Regions from separate parts of the Mus musculus genome. Here regions 1, 3 and 4 are each linked to region 2. Evidence: chromatin contacts called from public HiChIP or PLAC-seq data. All regions are on one chromosome and are shown on one strand. Each heading gives the region's core, a stretch centred on a gene start, on an enhancer-like site or on the middle of the called end of the contact. The rest is flanking DNA. Distances are from core to core; before and after follow the strand shown.

What was found. HiChIP or PLAC-seq counts read pairs in DNA pulled down with a chosen protein or histone mark.
Region 1: a contact with region 2 is called in an H3K27ac HiChIP or PLAC-seq map of regulatory T cell precursor, with 6 times the contacts expected there. The contact joins the promoter of Ptcd3 here to the promoter of Tgoln1 in region 2. A contact is called at or near these places in 6 of 39 promoter capture datasets (erythroid cells, hippocampal neurons, liver and 2 more), 1 of 484 Hi-C or Micro-C datasets (CD4 T cells), 3 of 115 datasets of contacts at active chromatin or transcription factors (pancreatic cancer cells, regulatory T cell precursor and thymic regulatory T cells) and 1 of 9 other capture datasets (liver).
Region 3: a contact with region 2 is called in an H3K4me3 HiChIP or PLAC-seq map of bone marrow-derived macrophages, with 5 times the contacts expected there. The contact joins the enhancer-like site here to the promoter of Tgoln1 in region 2. A contact is called at or near these places in 7 of 39 promoter capture datasets (the 3T3-L1 cell line, HPC-7-derived erythroid cells, the SN4741 cell line and 4 more), 4 of 115 datasets of contacts at active chromatin or transcription factors (bone marrow-derived macrophages, forebrain and pancreatic cancer cells) and 1 of 9 other capture datasets (liver).
Region 4: a contact with region 2 is called in an H3K4me3 HiChIP or PLAC-seq map of forebrain, with 5 times the contacts expected there. The contact joins the promoter of Dnah6 here to the promoter of Tgoln1 in region 2. A contact is called at or near these places in 5 of 39 promoter capture datasets (the 3T3-L1 cell line, HPC-7-derived erythroid cells, embryonic stem cells and 2 more), 1 of 15 datasets of contacts at CTCF or cohesin (the NIH/3T3 cell line), 1 of 484 Hi-C or Micro-C datasets (cortical neurons), 16 of 115 datasets of contacts at active chromatin or transcription factors (T-cell acute lymphoblastic leukemia, bone marrow-derived macrophages, cardiomyocytes and 11 more) and 2 of 9 other capture datasets (embryonic stem cells and liver).

What each region holds. Positions count from the first base shown.
Region 1 is chr6:71,907,474-71,910,173 of GRCm38.p6, forward strand. Ptcd3 (pentatricopeptide repeat domain 3) reads right to left here and starts at 1,289. Exons shown (of 24, transcript NM_027275.3): 1 at 1,161-1,289; 2 at 321-373; 3 at 180-216. The coding sequence starts at 1,267. It overlaps Polr1a (polymerase (RNA) I polypeptide A), which reads left to right and starts at 1,580. Exons shown (of 34, transcript NM_009088.3): 1 at 1,580-1,766. The coding sequence starts at 1,690.
Region 2 is chr6:72,615,630-72,618,329 of GRCm38.p6, forward strand. It overlaps Tgoln1 (trans-golgi network protein), which reads right to left and starts at 1,371. Exons shown (of 4, transcript NM_009443.3): 1 at 1,048-1,371; 2 at 1-820. The coding sequence starts at 1,093.
Region 3 is chr6:73,180,834-73,183,533 of GRCm38.p6, forward strand. Dnah6 (dynein, axonemal, heavy chain 6) reads right to left here. Exons shown (of 77, transcript NM_001164669.1): 12 at 874-994. Among named protein-coding and RNA genes, the nearest start is that of Dnah6, 39 kb to the right of the region's middle. Within about 2 kb of position 1,393, at least 30 of the 459 cell types and tissues checked have an H3K27ac peak or open chromatin away from gene starts, as enhancers often do. A contact at or near this core is called in bone marrow-derived macrophages, where this site is marked.
Region 4 is chr6:73,220,372-73,223,090 of GRCm38.p6, forward strand. Dnah6 (dynein, axonemal, heavy chain 6) reads right to left here and starts at 1,260. Exons shown (of 77, transcript NM_001164669.1): 1 at 1,188-1,260. Gm40377 (a long non-coding RNA gene) reads left to right here and starts at 2,426. Exons shown (of 3, transcript XR_869180.3): 1 at 2,426-2,719.

The sequences.
Region 1 (2,700 bases), core at 39-2,538, 710 kb before region 2:
GTACACCTAATAGTTCACTTATAAATTAAATGTATAGTTTACACATAAAATTATATAACAAGACTTAAAAAATAACAGCTAACATGGTATTTGTCTATGTGCTAGGCACTATTTAAATCCTTATGTTTTATTTACAGTAAATACCCAATCACCTGGTAAGTGAATAGCAAAATACTCACCATGTTTTCTTTTTTGGAATGACTATTTCTTCAATCCCTTATGTAGAAAAAAAAATAAAAATAAACAATTTTCTAACAACACAAAGAAATACAATGTCTTTTCATTTTTAAAAACTTCTATTTCCATAGTTTTAAAAATACCTGTTATATCTGATCCTTCAACCTTTGGGAGGGATTCAGTTCCAGCATAAAATCTGCATTAAAAACAAAACAACAAAAATCCCACTGTTAGCACTGCTCCCTGATGGCCTCAGCTCAGCTCCTACCGCTAGCTCTGCTGACTCAGCTCCACCCGCATGCACACATTCTGAGCCACATTTATAGAGGCATTTAGATGTAGTGTAAACTTGTAACCCAGTTTTATTTATTTTTTTGTATTGGTCCAAAGACATCGTATGAGCTAATTATCCACTCTACAACTGACTTAAAACCACCTCCTATTTCCACCAGGCCACTGCATGAAGGATGTACAAAGAAATTACATAAGTATTTGCAACACCACCAGATGGAAAGAATGGGGTCAGACGTTTTAAGGCTTTCTGCTTTTACTAAAGTCTTAGCTTATTCTTAGCTGAAGGTTCTCATAACGTTCAGTCCATACTGGTAATATTAGCCTGCCCTTTATTTGTGAAAGATCTGTTACTTTGCCCTTTCTTTTTTGCAGGGTTAAAATGAATAAGGGGGGGGGGTGATAAAGAAATTTGTGTAGGGGCTTGTAGCGGCACTCACGGAAATGTAAACTTCACGAGAACAGGGCCCTAGTTTAAAGGGTAATTTTGGCTATACATAGTATTGCAACCAACCAATAAAAATTTTCCGAAAGAATTCCCGAACTCGCAGATCTAAAGATCACTAAATACGACGCTACCTCGTGTTACCCTTGAGAGGGCCGGGCCTCGACCATACAAATGCCTTTGCATCTTACCTACTTTCACGACTCTCAGGGAAATGCAAGACCAAAATGACTCTGGGTCTTCTTACCTGCAACAGACCTTCGGTTCACACACACCCGTCCCCCGAGTGGTCTGCAGCAAGACAAGCCCGCTGCGAAAGGACAGGCGGCGAGCTGCAACCGCCGCCGCCGCCATCTTTGGACTCTTCGCGGAGCACGTCGGGAACGACCTCCGCCTCCAGGGTCGAGGGGCGGGGCTGGCGTGGAACGTCTCATCTCCAAACGGGTGGTCACAAGGTCCTGTTTGGCTAGACTAGCAGCGGAACGCTCAGTACACATCGTTCACCTCGAATAAACTTACTTGAAATGCTGTTCTAAAGTCTCCTGTGTAATTTTGCTTTTAAACTGAAGGAGGGTTTTGAGACAGTTTTCTTCCACTCCTTACCCACCCCGAAAGCAAAAATGAACTCGTCCAAGCCAATTTGCCAAGCCGCGGTTCTCGCACGCAAGCGCAGTGGAAAAACACATGGTGGCTCTGCGCTACAAGACTCAAGTGGCGTTCTCTGCGGCTGACTGGAACTTCTCTCGTAGTGACGGACCTCAAAACTGACTCGGAAGATGCTGGCCTCCAAGCACACACCATGGAGGCGGCTTCAGGGCATTTCCTTCGGAATGTATTCGGCCGAAGAGCTCAAGTAAGGAGTTAGTGGGATGCGTGTAGAACAGGGTTGTGGAAGTTGGAGCTGGGAACTACGATTCCCAGAAGGCTTTGAGCCGAGCCAGTCCGGGGGCGGCGGGGTCGGGGTGGGGGGTGGGGGGCTGGCTGCCTAGTGCTTGCTTGCTGGTAATGGGAAGGAATGCGCTTGCTGCATTTTCATCTGTTCATCTTCCTCATTAATCAACTAGTTTTATGTCATTTATAATCACATTACATCACACGCTTATCAACTTCCTAATTAGTCTCCTCTGGTCCAAGCGATGATGAACTTTTAAATCTTGGATCAAGACCCTGGCTATGAAGTCCTGGGGACTCTTCTCTAATGCTTTTTGATCACGATAGCATACACGCTTCTTAGACTCCCATTAATAACTCAACATGCATTAAAAACTCCCAGCATTGCCGGGCAGTGGTGGCGCACGCCTTTAATCCCAGCACTTGGGAGGCAGAGGCAGGCGAATTTCTGAGTTCGAGGCCAGCCTGGTCTACAGAGTGAGTTCCAGGACAGCCAGGACTACACAGAGAAACCCTGTCTTGAAAAAACAAACAAAACAAAACAAACCCTCCCAGCATTCAGGAGACAGAGGCAGGAGGATCTCTGTGGGTTCGAGGCCAATCTGGTCTTACAGAGTCAGTTCCAGAGCTTCGTGGACACAGAAAACCCGTCTCGAAAAATAAAAAAACAAACAAACAAAAAGGTAGACCACACTGGTAACATCAGCACTACCCCCTCTAGGACACATCTTGCCATTGCAATCTCCATATGTAATCAGTCAGTCTTCATTTCCCTGCCCCTGCCGCATGGTAACCACCTGTCTACTTTCTATTTCAGTTATTCTGACTGTTCAGGCCCCTATTCAAGTAAAAGGAGTCAGTCAGCCCCGACTTCTTGTAACTGGCCAATGCATTTA
Region 2 (2,700 bases), core at 121-2,620:
TCCTTATAAAGATCATCCTTCTCATTCTTCATAGAGTCTGTAAGTGTCCCCTCTTGGTTCTCACTGGAGGAAGGGCCCGGCACCTTTTCATTCTCTTCTTCAAGTGGTGAGCCTTCTTCCGGCTCTGTGTCACCCTCTTCAATCTCCTTGGTTTCCACGTCTTCAGTAGGCTCTGAAGACTTATCTCCTTTCTCTGGCTTTAAAGAGAAGTCAGAGTCCCCTGCCAGTGTTTCCCCAGATTCAGTTTTGGAAGTAAGTGTTGGTTTTTGTCCTTTTTCAGTTGGCTGGACTTTGTCAGTCTTCGAAGTCTCCGTATCTGGGGAGATTTTGGAGGTGGGCTTGTCCAAATCAACTTTCGTGGACTTGCCAGAATCATCTTCTGTGGCCTTATTCGAACCAGCTTCTGTGGGCTTGCCAGAATCACCTCCTGTGGGCTTGCCAGAATTACCTCCTGTGGGCTTGCCTGAATCTTCTGTGGAGCTCTGATCAGACTTTTCCAGTTTGGGGTTGACTGGTGAGAGGGGCCGCGCAGTTTCGTTCAACTCGGCATCCGTTTTCTCGGGCTGCCTTCTGGAATCACCCAAACTGTGATCGGTCGCGGCGGTCCGCGGCCCAGATTCCGCCTTACTGGAAACTGCTGCCAAAGTCGTCTTGTCCTGGTCTTTTTTATCTGACTTCTGCCCCTGACCGTCGGTCGGCCTTGTAGTCTTTACCTGGTTAGAAGAAGGCAGGGGAGTGGAGGACTGTTTGGAAGGCTGATTCGGAGGATTCTGAGAGTCACCTGAGTCGGCGTCTCTCTTATAAACGGACGGCAGAGCTCCTGAAACAAACAGAAAAAACAAAAAACAAAAAACAGTAAGTCCTCGGAAGAAGAGAAGCGGGCTTGACTTCTGAGAGCCTAGCGGGGATGGCCGAATGGGAAAGCGGAGATGGCTAGAGCAGGGTCGGGCCAGACAAGAAAGACGCCGGCTCCCGTAGCGACCCACCAAGGTGAGGAATGGGGAACCTAAAGGGGAGAGTGAGCTGGGCTGGGGTGGGGGTCCTTACTCGCCACCGCGACACTCAGCAGGAGCAACGCAACCTGGAACCGCATCCTGCAGTCTGCGCTTCCGCCCTCTGATGACGTGAGAGCGGCGCACGAGATTTTCCCGAGCGTGGCCCCTCCCTTTCCGGCGGACTGTTTCTCTTCCGGCGCAGCCCCGCCTTAGGGGTGGGGCTACCGGGCGACAGCAGCCGTTGTCTGTGTGTTCCGGTAGAGTGCCGGAAGTCAAGTCCAGCTCTTTATTCCCCCCCAAGTCCCTTCTGTTTCTCAGCAGTCTGCGGGGCTCGGCGATCTCGTTCTTGTTCACTTGGCCTCGTTTTTCGGAAGCTGTTGCGACCGGCAGGTGCTGCGTCGCCTTCGCTGCTTATGATGTAGGGTCGTGGGGCCGGGCGCCTCTTTGTCGCATCCTCTGCTCGTGTTTCCAACCTCTCCGTTGCCGATGCTGCTTTCTCACTTCACAAACAAATGTACTCTCTTCAGCACTTGCCCATCTAGAAGCAAACACATTTCATCCTGATCCTAATCCCTTTCTTGGCTGTATCCAGGGCCCTCTGAATTTACCAAGGTTTTTGATTTCTTGTTTGTTCTTCTGAATTTCTATGTGTTTGAAACCATATTGCTATGTGGGCACCTGCTGCCTCCTGAGTGTTTGGGATTACAGGTGCCTCACCACGCCCCTGTTGGGCTATTTATTTATTTAAGAAATAAAATATCAAAGATTTACTATTTTTATTTGTGTATGTGTGTCTGCCACCTGTGTGTAGGTGCTCTTGGAGGCTAGATGAGGGCATCAGATGCCCTAGAGCTAGAGCTTCAAGCGTTTCAAACTCTGTGGGTGTTGGAAACTGAACTCTGTTCCTGTGGGAGAGCAACAAGCCCTGAGCCATCTCTCCAATCCAGGAAGTAAGGTACTTTGTTACTCAAACAGGAAGACCTTGAGTTTCTGATCTTCCTACTGGACTACTGGCTTGTGTCTCCAATTTATGTGGTACTAGCAATCAAATCGTGGTTCTATGCACACTAGACAAACACTCTTGTCTCATTCACCACATATATATTCTTTTTCTTTCCAAGACAGGGTTCTTCTGTTTAACAGAACTCGCTCTGTAGACCAGGCTAGCCTTGCAATCACAGAGATCCACCTACCTCTGCCTCTTGAGTGCTGGGGTTAAAGACATGCACCACCACACCACACAAGCAACACATTCTTTTTTTTTTTTTTAAGGTTTATTTTATTTATTATATGTGAGTACACTGTAGCTGTCACCAGACACTGGAAGAGGGAATCAGGTCTTGTTACAGATGATTGTGAGCCACCATATGGTTGCTGGGATTTGAGCTCAGTACCTCTGGAAGAGCAGTCAGTGGTGCTCTTAACTGCTGAGTTATCACTCCAGCCCAAGCAACACATTCTTATAATGCAAACAACAAAATAGAATTTTAAAAGAAATATACTTAAAAAAACTTTTTTTAGAGAGCCAGGTGATGGTGGGACACAACATTAGTCCCAGCACACAGGAGGCAGAGGCAGGCAAATCTCTGAATCAGGCCAGCCTGATCTACAGAGTGAGTTCCAGGATAGCCAGGGTTACACAGAGAAACTCTGTCTTGAAAAACAACAGCAACAGACATCTTTAGTGTCTAGGGAGATGGTTCAG
Region 3 (2,700 bases), core at 143-2,642, 570 kb after region 2:
TATAGTTACAGTTGGGGGGGAGGGCGGGGAGAAGGAGGAGAAAAAAGAAATAGGAGAAAAAGAAGGAGGAGGAAGAAGAGGAGGAGGAAGAGGAAGAGGAGGCACAATGTCTGTTCTTTCATAAGATCACAATTGAATCATAAAAGAAGAAAGCCATAGGCTGCCAGTATACCTCAGAGCATACATCAGGCCCTTCATTTAACCCCTGTGAGTTAGATGATATAAATTATTAAGCTGGTTATTTGGAATAGATCTACTTTGTGTTCAAAAACCATATTTTATAAAAATAAAAATTGGATTTTTTTTCCTGAAAATAAAACGCCATAAAATCAGTCCATAAGGTTAAAAGGTCACTCGCTTGCATCATGCTCTGGAAAAGACATCCTGTGAAACACGTCCAACTCCTGTCACACCCAAGAATAAGGATTCCAATGGAATGGTTTGTCCCCGGGCCTGAATTCAACACTAAGAATTGTTGATCATCCTCACCAGGTCTCAGGGTGGTATAGGAAGAAAATTGTATCTTGAATTTCTGAGACAGAGGGCTTCTGTAAGCCTTGCCTGGCAGGAATGGTAGAATCCCACCTCCTTTTCAACTCTTCACAAGGCACACAGGTCTTACAGCAACCTCGACAGATGGGCCACGCGTGACTGAGGAACCACCCCGCACTTTACCAGATACAGGGATGCGGGCGCAGAGGAAAGAAAATGAGGGATTCCATGGGAAATACCAGATGTGCATAAAGTCCTGCCTTTGCCTGGTCAAACGTTTCAGGTCAACACTCGGTGTCACTGAACACCACCAAACAGAAACCCAGAAGACGACAGGTCTTGTTATCTCGGTCAAATGTGCTTTAGCGAGGGCAGACTCACCAGGCTCCTCCTGCTTCAGGGCTTCTAGATCCAGACTCTCGTTTTCCTTGAAGAATAACTGAAACTTTTCAAATGTCGCTGCGTACAAGCGTGCAGAGTCGAACGCTGCGTGAATTGTTTCCTAAGTGGTGACAGATGAACAAGACTGATTTTTTCCCCTAATATTTCTAGTTACGTGTGTGTGTGTGTGTGTGTGTGTGTGTGTGTGTGTGGTGTGTGTGTGTGTGTGTGTGTGTGAGAGTACGGGCACATGAGTGCAGGTGCCCATGCCCATGGTGGACAGAGGTGTCTGATCCCCCAGAGCAGGACTTCGAAATGTGAGCTGCCTGGTGTGTGTGCTAGAAATGAAGCTTGCACCCTCTGAAGGATCAGTGTGTGTGGTTAACGTCGGAGCCATCTTTCTAACTCTCAAGGGAATTTTTCCTAAGTAGAACACACACACACACACACACACACACACACAGAGCACATCACACCACACCACACCACACCACACAGCACGCATATGTAGATCTCAGTTCTCTATTTTTCTACCAGCCAATAAAAACCATGAGTTCATGACTCTAATCTCAATGCAAAACCATTCAGTTCAGAAAGTGGTCTTTCTTTCCCCACTTGTTAATTCTTTGAAGATATATAATCTCTTCATTCCTGTGCTGGTTAGGGTTGTGTGTTTGTTTTGTTTTGTTGTCACTTTGCTATGAGCTAGAGTGATCTTGGAAGAGGGAACCTTAACTGAGGAATTTCCCTCATTAGATAGTCTGTATGCAAGTCTATAGGGCATTTTCTTGATTAATGATTGGTGTGGGAGGGCCCAGCCCTGTGGGGACAGAGCCATCCCTGGTTTGTTTAACAAAGCATTCGGAGCAAGCCCTGAGGAGTGAGCTAGAAAGCAGCCTTCTTCACTGTCCCTATGTTAGTTCCTGCCTCTTCCTGACCTAACTTAACTCACTGACTGACCACAACTCAGCTGTAAGCTGAAGTAACCCTTTCCTCCCCAGGTTGCTTTTCGTCTCGGTATTTCATTACAGCAATAGCAATCTAACTAGTACAACTGCCCACAATATGGTTTTACTTATTTGTTCAACTGTGGAACACACAGAAAGTGGTCTGGGATTGCAGATACACTGATTCCACGGACAAAAGCAAGCTTAGAAGTTAGCATAAGGTTATGTGGCCAAAGTCCTAACTACTATGTTCAAGTTTATGTGGGGCCCTGAGTTTCAAACCTTTCATTAATAATGATGATGAGGAGGGTGATGGTAGTGGTGGTGATGATAAACTTGCTTTCATCCTCATCTTCCCATTCTTCAGTGTAGTTATGTTGCTCAACTAACTTGGATTTATTTGGTTTTGTTTGTACTTTATTCCCCCTCCACTCTTGTTTAGAACTATATTAAACCTACACTCAGAAGGGTTACTCTCCTTATTGTTTGCACTGCACACCCCCCACTCTGACCCTTCCTGAATCATTTCCACACTCTCCAATGCAGAGCTGTTTTCCTTGGCTTCTGGTTTACGGGCCTCTCTGCCCTGCCCCCTTTTCTGACGCAAAAAGGACAGATGACAGAAAACTGTCTCTTGGCTTGCTCACTTCACAGTGAGTCTTGGATGTCACTCCATACAGTTAACCCCTGTCTTCCTGCCCGGGGATGGGTATTTTGATAGTTTCTGATGTTTCCGCAATCAGAAGCAAGATGCTAAGAGTAGCCTCATGTGTATGTTCTTTTCTATCTCTGACCCTGTGTTTTCAGGTGTGTCTAGAGGTGGCATTGTTAAACCAAAAAGCAAATGCACGTTTAGTTATTTTCCCTCATACAATGCAAG
Region 4 (2,719 bases), core at 10-2,509, 600 kb after region 2:
TACTCAAAGGTGGCACAGCCTGTGGTAGACTGCACCTTCCCACGTCAATCATCAACCAAGAAAATGTTGGACGGACAAGTGTTTAGGCCAATTTCACAAAGGTGTTTTCTCAGTTGGGAGTCCTTCCCAAATAACTCTAGCTTGTGTCAAGTACACACACACACACACACACACACACACACACACACACACATACACAGCAAACAGACACCAAGCATAAGGACCTGAGTTCGGATCCCTAGCACCCATGTAAAAAGCAAGGCATGGAAGTGTTGCATGTAACCAAAGCACAGGGGAGTAGAGGCACACAGGTGAATCCTAGCCAGCCATGGATTGGTGGCTTTTTTTCTTTTCAACCCCCTTTCCCTACTTTGGGTCCATGGTTTGGGATGGGAAGGCCTTCCAGGCCACAAGTGGCTTTGGTTGAGCTGCTTGGGGGAGTGTTTCTGTGGGGGCATTTATGGTGGTGGCTGTAGGCTGGGGCAGGAAGGAGGGGCTGGCAGCTGCTCAGGGACTTCAAGCCAAGCTATCCAAACTTCAGATTCGGTGAGAGATCTCTGTTTTTTCAAAACAGGGTGGAGAAGCAATTGAAGAAGACAGTCCAGTATCAATCTCTAGCCTCCCATATTCATATGCAAAGGTGCACACACAGGTGTATACACACACACACACACACACACACACACACACAGAGAGAGAGAGAGAGAGAGAGAGAGAGAGAGAGAGAAAGAGAGAGAGAGAGAACAAACGAATGAACAAACAAAACATCTTGAATCAGGTGTGGACATGCCTACATTTTAATCTGGCTCAGTGCCAATAGAAATCAAAAGTCTTTTATGCAATTTTAACGTCTCAAGTAAGCCTATGAGAAACGAAAGGTCTTGACTTTAATGATGTGCTCTACTTAATATTTAAACTATCATTTCAACGCATAACGGTGCTGTGTGAGGCAGGGCTATGTCTTATCTTTCCGGGTAAATTTATACCTGGCGTCTAATGAACAGGACAGGTCTAGATTTGAACAGTCAGTATGTAGTCTTGGGCAAGCCTAGCATCTCTAGTCCTCGCTTTCCTGTCCCCCGGGATAGGAAGCTATCACTGAATCCATCTTTTCTGAGACTTTCTATCCCTGGGGAGGGGTTGCTGAGTGTCTGACTCTGCCCAAAGTTCAGTTCCAATGGACTCACCAAGCGGTTCAACAGCAGCGTTCCCGAAGGGTCTCCAGAGGCCCAGCAATACCTGGTCTGGGAACAGAAGTCTAGTCCCAGGAGAAAATGTTTCCCGTTGCTTAGCAACCACTGGGCCACCAAGGACGCTTACTGCACTAAGGAGGAGCCGGTCAGTCGCTGCCAGCCAGTCTCGAGGAGCTGCTCTCGCTCTCCTGGAGCGCGCCAAGTAATTGAGCCAATCGGTGTTCCCAGAGTATTTGACGTCATTAGTTGTCAGGGAGCAGGCCCCACCCGGAGGATTCCTGCTTTAGAATGGAAATCTCAGGCAGCTTGGGCAAGCAGGCATAGGAGGTCCCGTCTTTTTATGTGTTCCTTCGTTTCTGGACGATCCATGATCTGCAATCCAACCTTCTGTAGGTATCTGTTGTTTCTCAAGAGGCTTGAGTATGACTTGACGTTCGCCCACATCTTAAAATGCTGAGGTGAAAGATTCAAGAGCCTCAGGCGAAGGTTGGGCGAACTATGGAAGCCCTTTCACCTACCTTGGGGAACTGCTTCCCGGGTTGGCAGAGGCTGCTTTTCAACCTACAAAATGTCGTGATCACTGCTGGAACTACGTTCTTTTTCTCCTCCGCTTTCTAACCGTGCCTTGGATAGCCACCCGCTAACAGAAGCCGAGAAAACAGAGTGCGCCTTTGAGCCCGCCTATCGTCAAGTAGATTATACAGAGCTGGAGTATAGATTACAGACCACTCAATCTACCCCACCTCTCCTCACACGCGCCCTGAGTATTGGGCTGACATTTTGTCTCTTGTCATGTGAAGTTTTCAGGGAACACATTACAGTTTTCACAAAACATTTTATTTTGTGCGCGCATGAGTGCTTGTGTGTGTGTGTGTGTGTGTGTGTGTGTGTGTGTGTGTGTGTGTAGGTTCTACAGTGTGTATGTGGAAGCCAGAGGAGAATTTAGTTCGGATCCGTTCTTCCATTATGTGGCTGCCGGGGATGAAAGTCAGGTCATTGCGCCTGGCAGCAGGTGCCTTTGACTGCTGACCGATCTCACTGGCCCTGGGGAGTGTTTAAACACTATATATATATATATATATATATATATATACATATATATATATATATATACATACATACATACATACATACATACACATACATACATACATATATATATATATATATATATATATATATATATATTTGGCAACTTGGCTTTTTAGAAGCTCATAAATTTAACATGACACATTTTATGAGTGCACACTAATTTAGCAGCAAAGGTCTTATTTAATGACGAAGGTCGGATGTTAGGAGAAAGATAAACAGGAAAGACCCATCAGGCATGCTAAGTAAGGCATCCAAGCAGCAGGATGGATAGCATTGAAAGGGCAGCCCTGGATCCTTGGGAAGCCGCACAGCCTCAGGCTCTCAGCCTCTCTCCCCACTTTTTGACTTCCTGCGCATGTCCTTATATGGGGTGCTGTCCCTTCCCAGGCCTTCAGTTCTCCACTTTAGGCTGCACGCTGTGTGCTGGAGAGGGC